Linked DNA regions of Mus musculus: region 1 is linked to region 2. Evidence: chromatin contacts called from public HiChIP or PLAC-seq data. All regions are on one chromosome and are shown on one strand. Each heading gives the region's core, a stretch centred on a gene start, on an enhancer-like site or on the middle of the called end of the contact. The rest is flanking DNA. Distances are from core to core; before and after follow the strand shown. Region 1 has its middle 14 kb from the start of Gm41447. Region 2 overlaps Lmln (leishmanolysin-like (metallopeptidase M8 family)).

The links. HiChIP or PLAC-seq counts read pairs in DNA pulled down with a chosen protein or histone mark.
Region 1: an H3K27ac HiChIP or PLAC-seq map of microglia shows a contact between it and region 2, with 4 times the contacts expected there. The contact joins two enhancer-like sites. A contact is called at or near these places in 12 of 39 promoter capture datasets (the 3T3-L1 cell line, the C10 cell line, the HPC-7 cell line and 8 more), 1 of 15 datasets of contacts at CTCF or cohesin (pro-B cells), 53 of 484 Hi-C or Micro-C datasets (the 63-12 cell line, the AML12 cell line, B cells and 31 more), 6 of 115 datasets of contacts at active chromatin or transcription factors (acute myeloid leukemia, astrocytes, bone marrow-derived macrophages and 3 more) and 2 of 9 other capture datasets (adipose tissue and pancreatic islet).

What each region holds. Positions count from the first base shown.
Region 1 is chr16:33,149,703-33,153,590 of GRCm38.p6, reverse strand. No RefSeq gene overlaps it. Among named protein-coding and RNA genes, the nearest start is that of Gm41447, 14 kb to the right of the region's middle. Within about 2 kb of position 1,835, at least 20 of the 459 cell types and tissues checked have an H3K27ac peak or open chromatin away from gene starts, as enhancers often do. A contact at or near this core is called in bone marrow-derived macrophages and microglia, where this site is marked.
Region 2 is chr16:33,078,356-33,082,238 of GRCm38.p6, reverse strand. It overlaps Lmln (leishmanolysin-like (metallopeptidase M8 family)), which reads right to left. Exons shown (of 17, transcript NM_172823.2): 7 at 1,203-1,308. Among named protein-coding and RNA genes, the nearest start is that of Lmln, 18 kb to the right of the region's middle. Within about 2 kb of position 1,953, at least 16 of the 459 cell types and tissues checked have an H3K27ac peak or open chromatin away from gene starts, as enhancers often do. A contact at or near this core is called in bone marrow-derived macrophages and microglia, where this site is marked.

The DNA.
Region 1 (3,888 bases), core at 586-3,085, 71 kb before region 2:
CAGAAGCGTCCTTGTCAACAGCTTTTCTCCAGAGACAATTCCCCAGAAATCTTTTTTTTTTTTTTTTTTTAAATTGGCTGACATTCTCTGGCTGTCAACAAAATTCAGCTAAAATTGGCTGAAGGGAAAAGGGAGAGTCTTTAGAAGTCTCTGTAATGGTGTTATCTCATGGAACTCAAAGGCAGTCACATGACACAGCTGTTGGATGTACCTAGAACAGAACCACAGAGCCACCAGGTTGCTGCCCTGCTTGCCTGAGGGCTCTACTCCCCCCTTACCACCACCACTACCACTGTTGATGAATTTTCCTGAGAGTGATGGCTATGTTCTCAAGTAGTTCAAAGTTATGGCTGTCTAACCTACAATTCCCAATGCCCAGCTTTCCACCCCGTGCCAGTGAGCTCCTTGTGGGCAGGAAAACCTGAAACCAGTGTTCTGTGGCCACCAGAGGCCGTGCAAGCAAAGCATACTTGCTAAGATGGATCTACACAGGGTATCTATCTGTGCTGTCTAAGGAAGCAGAAGATGACCAAGTGTGATCTACCCAAGAGACATGAATCGTGACTGAGCAGGGACAAAACAGAACATCCTTGCTTCTGGGTGATACACACAGACAGAACGAGGGGCTTGAGGGGTAGGGTGGGCAGAGAGCACTCTGCAGTTGGGTACCTGGGGAATGAAGAACAGGATAGTGCCGTATAAAACAGCAAGAGAGGGGAGGGCAGCCCATTCTACCTCCCCAGGACAGAACCTCTAATTGCTCCTTCCTCTTGTTCATTCCAAAGTCCTATATTTCCCATCTGCATGCCTTACTAAACAGAAGTGGGTTTAGGCTTTGTTGTTTACTTATTTATTTAGTGTGTGTGTGTGTGTGTGTGTGTGTGTAGACAGAATAGGTGAATTCATGACCCGGTTCTCAGGGCATCAGGACTACATAGCAAGTGCTTTTACCTGCTGAGCCATCTCTCCAGCCCCCCACTAAGATGTGTTTTTTAAGTGGCTCTTCCCTCTGCGGCAAGAACAACAGGGTGGCACTCAACCTCTGTGACCCTGCCTCCATCTCCACAGCTCTCCTCTATGTGACCTTCCTGCATCCCTATTTAAAAAATGTTTGCCCCAAGGCAATGTTATATTTTTATTAAGGTGTTTCGTATTTACTTACTTACTTGCTGTGTATGTAAGACTGAGTGTGGGAGCTTGTGCTGGGTCCCAAGAACACTTGCAGGAGTCAGATCTTGACTTTCACCCTGTGTGTGAGGAACTCAGGACACCAGGCTTGCTGCATGCATTGTTACCCCCAAGCCACCTCAAGATCATGCTTTACTTGCTGAGCCTCTTGTGGGAGGGGTGCACATGTGTTCATGTGTGTACAAGCACCCACCATGTTTATCTACTGAGCCTTATCCCCAACCCTTTGAGCTCCTTATTAAAAAAAAAAACAAAAAAAAAACAGTGATTATATCAGACTCACTCAGATAATGGAGAAAAATATCATATCTGAAAAACCTTCACCCGAGTCGGGAATACAGCTCAATGGTTTATCTAATGCCGAACCCGTGTGAGACTTTGGGCGCCAGGCACCAAACAGGTTCACAGGTCCCAAGATTAGGGCATGGACGTCTTTTGTCATCATTATCCCTCTCATCTCCCAAGCTGTGTCTGCCAGCTTGGAGACCTCCTTGCCTGCCGCATCCCCAGCGCCAGCACAGAGTGCTGGTCCCACACGAAGCTCAAGGAACATTTGTGAAGTTGACGAGGGAGGAATAGTAAAACAGATCAACTGAAAAGCGTATCCTCTCAGCTTTCGCTTCTTGTTTTCACTCTGGGGTTGTTTTTTTGGTTGCTCTATCTTAAGATCTACAAGGACCAGAAGGACCTCCTCTCTTGTGCAATCTGTTCTCCCAACTGGCCCGGAATTTCAAAAGGAACACAGCCTATCATCTGAGGCTGGGAAGAACTCTAGGCTGCAAGGAAAAAAAAAAAATTAAATGCACCGTCTGTCTGCAACCTACAGTAGCAGCTTTCATAGTTGTTTAAAACAAAACAAAGAACCTTGCACTCTGTGCAGCTGCAGCACTGGCCATGGACCCAAAGGAAGGACCAAGAAGCCAGTGAGGTGTCTGCAGGGTCCTCCATGGCTGCTGGAGGTGGTGTCCCGATGGATGACAAGCTGATGGCTGGAGGTCACTATGGCTGCAGAGGGAGACCCTGTGTAGTAGGAATTTTGATTTCTTTAAAAACCCAGAAATCTTATAGGGATATATGTTTTTGTTTTAATCCTAGGTATCAGATGTGGGACTGCTTTATTTTTATTTTTATTTTTTTTTAATTTATTTATTATATGTAAGTACATTGTAGCTGTCTTCAGACACACCAGAAGAGGGAGTCAGATCTCATTACGGGTGGTTGTGAGCCACCATGTGGTTGCTGGGATTTGAACTCTGGACCTTCGGAAGAGCAGTCGGGTGCTCTAACCCACTGAGCCATCTCACCAGCCCCCGTGGGACTGCTTTAGATGGTCCACGGCTGTAGATTTTATGATCTGCCTCGTGCTCTAACAGGGGCTTTTTTTTTTTTTTTTTTCCATCTGCAAATAGTTTCTGCAAATGTAGGATATGACATTTGGAATTCTGGGAACTCTTGAGAAAGTATCAAAATGCTACAGCCCTGGGGGGCGCGGGGGGGGGGGGCGGGGTTCTTCCTCCTGCTGCTCCTTCTGCTTGTGGTTGCTGGTATCCCGACTACAGAGATCATACTTGCCCACAATCAGCAGGAAGTAGTCTAACAATATTGATGCCCTCTTTCCCCTCTAACATCTCTCTCTCCTACCTAGTGCTTGGGCGGGGGGCTGTTGCAAGGGATAAGGTAGCAAGGGAACCCATAAAGTCGCCATACCCTGACTTCATCCCACCCATTAGCAGCCAGTGGGAAGTGGCAATGCCTATGAAGATGACACCAGCTCTGTCACCAAGATCTGACTGTACAAGTCCAACCCTGCAGGGTCCAAACTGTAGGGCCAGCTGGTGCCCACTTCTGCCCACTGGGCCCAGGCACTGAGAGTGCTATAAAGTTGCTCCCCAGTGAGGTCTGGCCAGTGTATCTATCCACCGTTCCCATCACACAAGCATCTAATCCCAGAAACTGTTGGACAAGTGACTCTTACCCAGGATCCTTCAGCGTGGTGAACAGCAAGCTTACAGGGATGGCTCCCGTCATTAGTCTGTCCCAGTACGTCCCTGGACCCTGGGGTGCAGAGGCCTTTGCTATGATGGAAAGAAGCCACGGAGTCAAATGCTCTTATCCATCCTGTCTGTCTTCACAGTACAAGAACTCTCTCTCTATGCCGTGCCCCCTTCTCTATCTGTCAGATTTAACTAAGACTGAATTATTAAAATGCAGCTGGAAGACATATTACTTTGTATTAAGAATGAATAAATCAAGATGGGCGTGGTGGCACACGCCTTTAATCCCAGCAGAGGAGGCAGAGGCAGGCGGATTTCTGAGTTCGAGGCCAGCCTGGTCTACAGAATGAGTTCCAGGACAGCCAGGGCTATACAGAGAAACCCTGTCTCAAAAAAACCAAAAAAAAAATTAAAAAAAAAGAACGAATAAATCAATAAGCCACAAACATCCCTAACACAGATGGAATGCTGGGGTGGCGGCAGGACAGTTTGGTAATTCCTGCAAGTTAAACTTAGAACTACCATAAGACATAGGCATTCCAGTCTTCATATATACAGTGTCTAAGATAATTTAAAACAGACTGAAGCATGTTTGTATTGTTCACAATAACCAGAAAGCGGAAGAACTCACATGTCCATCAGTAGAGCCAGCGGATGGAGGGATAAAAGTTGCATATATAACGGGATATTATGCAGCTGAGGCAGG
Region 2 (3,883 bases), core at 704-3,203:
ACTGCCCAGCTGATATAAATGCTTTTTTTGGTTTTTCGAGAGAGGGTTTCTCTGTGTAGCCCTGGCTGTCCTGGAACTCACTTTGTAGACCAGGCTGGCCTCGAACTCAGAAATCCGCCTGCCTCTGCCTCCCAAGTGCTGGGATTAAAGGAGTGCGCCACCACGCCGGACTATAAATGCTTTTAATACAAGATTTTCTTAAGTATTTTATATATTTTAAATTTGTTTTCAGTTCAGGCTAAATACTACATATATATGTATATCAATGCTATGTTATAATGCTATCTTAAAGCTACCCTATATACTACATCTACTGTGCACTGCAGAGCACAGAGAATTATACTATTTTCTAATTCATCTGTGTGGTTTTAGAAATATTTTGGTACTTTTCCTTGCTGGAGACCTTATTAGGTATCATTCCCAAATGTGGAACAAAAGTTGAGAATATAAAAGCTGTACAATGAATTGCAGGGCCAAGCCCTTGCTATTTCAGTGACCTTTAATTATAAGGTTATTCTCTAAGACACCATGAACAGTAACAAGGAAAGTCTTTGCTAGCTTCTTCACCCACACTTACTAAGTCCTGAAACTGCAACCAGGCAACAGCACTATTGAAAACCATTAACTACTGGATGGTGTTGGGAGCTGGGGAGCAAGGGTGCATAAAAGCTCAAACTGGCATTATGTGCACACACGTCTATCTACATCTCTGAGTGTGCATGCGTGTGCATTTGTGCATTCATCTGTCAGAGACAGTCAGGTGGGCGTGAGGCTAAGTTGCTAGAATGGCTGTCCAGTGTGTATGAAGCCTTGGGTTTAATCCCCAGCTCTGCACACACTCGGTATGATACCACATGCTTGTAATCATGGCAGCAATCCTCCTGCTTTAGTATCTCAAATGCTACAAGTGCAGACCTGAGCCATCACATCTGGCTCCAAGATGCTTTCCTTCCCAAGTTTAATCCCCTTTCCAAAAGTCCTGTTATCAATGGGAATGACTGCTTAGGTGTAAATCATGCTAGATAGCCAAACGCAGCCTGCCCCACCCTGACCATTAACATTTGTATTGACAGAAACACAATTAATCAGGTTTTATCAAACACGAATCTAAGGACTCACATATCATATAGAACATGTATTAAAACAACAGAATATGTAACAAATGAAAGGTCTGAAGGAAAGGACAGAAGTCAGTAGCATACCAGGGCATGAATGATCTCATGCTTCACTGTGGACAGCATCCCGATGAACTCCTGGGGCTGGGTGGAGATCATATTTGGACACAGGTTAGCATATCCTGCTATGGGCCTGTTAAAATAAACATGACATTGTTTTTACTATATTTGAGAAGTATTATAATATTTGTTAACCTATACTTCTCTGAAAAAGACAGCTCAAGGACATTACTTGTTTACTATCAGATACAATTGAATAGCTAATTCTTATTCTTTTTCTTTACTGCCAAGATCCATACTGTTTGCTTTCCAACAGCATGAAAAAGAAATACTTGTTTTTGTTTTTTTGAGGGGTATGGGGGCTTCATTGGGGCCTTTCAAGTGCTCAACGCCCTGAGTAACGACCACTGTCTATCTGGCTGTCTTTCAAAACTGTGGCAAAGGGATGTGTGACAGAATCCAAACTGTTTCCTCTACTGTTGCTTTAACAGTTAACTGTGGAAATACCATAAATCTCACTGCCTACTTATAACAAATATTTGTCCTATTTAAGTAGAAAAATGGTGTTATTTCCTGATAGCATCAGACTTAGGTACTTTGAAAAAGTATATCATTAATGAAAACACTGCCACACAGACAGGTATGGTGGTGTAGTCCTGTAGTCCCAGAACTAGGAGGCCGATGCAGAATTGAAAGTTTGAGGCTATCCTGAGCTACCCAGAAGAGCTCATCTCTAAATACCACACCACAACCACAGTGGCTTCTAGATCAAGTGTGTCCCTGCCAGGCTCCAGCCCTCCCGGGCCCTGCTTCCTCCTTCTCCAAGCCTTGGACTTTCAACAGTCTACGGAAGTAGCCAACCCACCGCCACAGCACAGAACCAGGGCCTCTCAGACCCAAATGCCCTTCCGCTCAGCGGTGTACATCTGCAGCCCCTTCGTATTTTTATTTAAAATAAAAGATAATCTTTTTTATTACTTAAGACCTTTATTGCTATATGTTGAAGTTTGTTGACATTTTTCTTGTCAGGGAGTAGAGAGGAATCAAGTTGTTTCATTACAAATTAAGAATGAAGTTCTTAAAAACCTCAACTTGACTAGATACGAAATTAGTTAAAGACCTTTTTTCTTTTTTTTTTTTTTGGTTTTTTGAGACAAGGTTTCTCTGTATAGCTCTGACTGTCCTGGAACTCACTCTGTAGACCAGGCTGGCCTCGAACTCAGAAATCCGCCTGCCTCTGCCTCCCAAGTGCTAGGATAAAAGGCGTGCACCACCACTGCCCGGCTAAAGACCTTTTTTTCAAAAATTATTTATTATTTTTGATTGTCTGTGTGTCCGTATGTGGGTATTTGCATATGAGTGCAAATACCTATGGAAGTTTCTGTAAACAAGGGTGGTTGCCCCAAAGCACAGGATGTGCCTGATCGAGTGCAGGCGGGAGGTACATGCTTGACCTCCATTGGATGAAGATGGATATACATAGTTTTGTGGGGTTTGCCTTTATAAGCCCATAACTAACATAATTTGTGGCTATTCTCAAGGAATCCCCAGTATGGGCCTGGCAAGTCTTCACTGTCCAGACCAGCATTTAATAATGTTTGTTTCAAATGTGGCTCAAAAATTGTGGTTGTGGTCTTATTCTCAACCAGTGGGATTAACACAAAGTCTCAATGAGTTTCTTGGGCTCATCTAAAACTCCTTCTGTTGCCTAGGCTGGCTTTGAACTTGTGCTCCTCTTGCCTTGGTCCCCTGAATAGCTGGAATCACAGGCCTGTACCACCGGGCCGTGTTTAAAGGGGCTTCTGACAGCAACAGGGCTTTTTGCAGCATGAATTTGCACGCCTTCCACCTCTCTTTCTCTTTCTCTGTCCAGGCTGAGCTCCGGGCCTCACACAAGCTAGACAAGCACTCTACCATAAGCTGCATCAGCCATTCCTCTCCACCCCCATTTTGCTGCGGTTTGCATCCTGCTAAGCTGTATGCTAAACCCAGCATGGTTTACGCCTGGAATTCTAGCACTGGGGAAGCAGAAGCAGGAGGCGCCTTTGTGTTCAAGGTCAGCTTGGAGTCTACATGGTAAGTTTCAGGGCAGCCAGGCCTACATACACACAGGCTAGCCCCAAACTTCCAATCTGCCTGAACCAGCCTCCCAAGCAGCCCACACTGCAAGCACGTACCACTCTCCACCCGCAGAGGGTTCCCCGCCTCTTTATTTGGCTAAAGCCTTAGCAATGCTCGGGCTGCAGCTTTATTTTTACTTCTTCAAAAGAGGTCTTCCTTCCCAAATCAACTGAGTGGCATCCCCTGCCATTCTCGCCTTCTGTTCTTTGCTATAGGCTCCTGTGTAAAATATCTATCACACATAAAACTGCATGCTTACTTGTAGGTATAACTAACCATTATCTGTCTCCTTATACAACTGCTAAGTCCCAGGAGGCAGGTTCACAAGTGTGTTTTGTTCATCTTCTCTGAGGGCAGCATAATTAGGCACTATGGCGGTTGGTCGATTGGTGGTCAGTCCTGGGTATAGATTCACACAATGGAGTTCTTGAGACTCAGAATAACTGGCTAGGCGTCAGACCTACACCTTTGTAATCTCAGCACTTGGGAGTGGGGAGCGGGAGGATAAGGAACTCAAGGCCAGCCTCAGCTATCTAGTGAGTGCATTGCAGGCCAGGCTGGATTACAGACCACTTCTCATGGCTGGG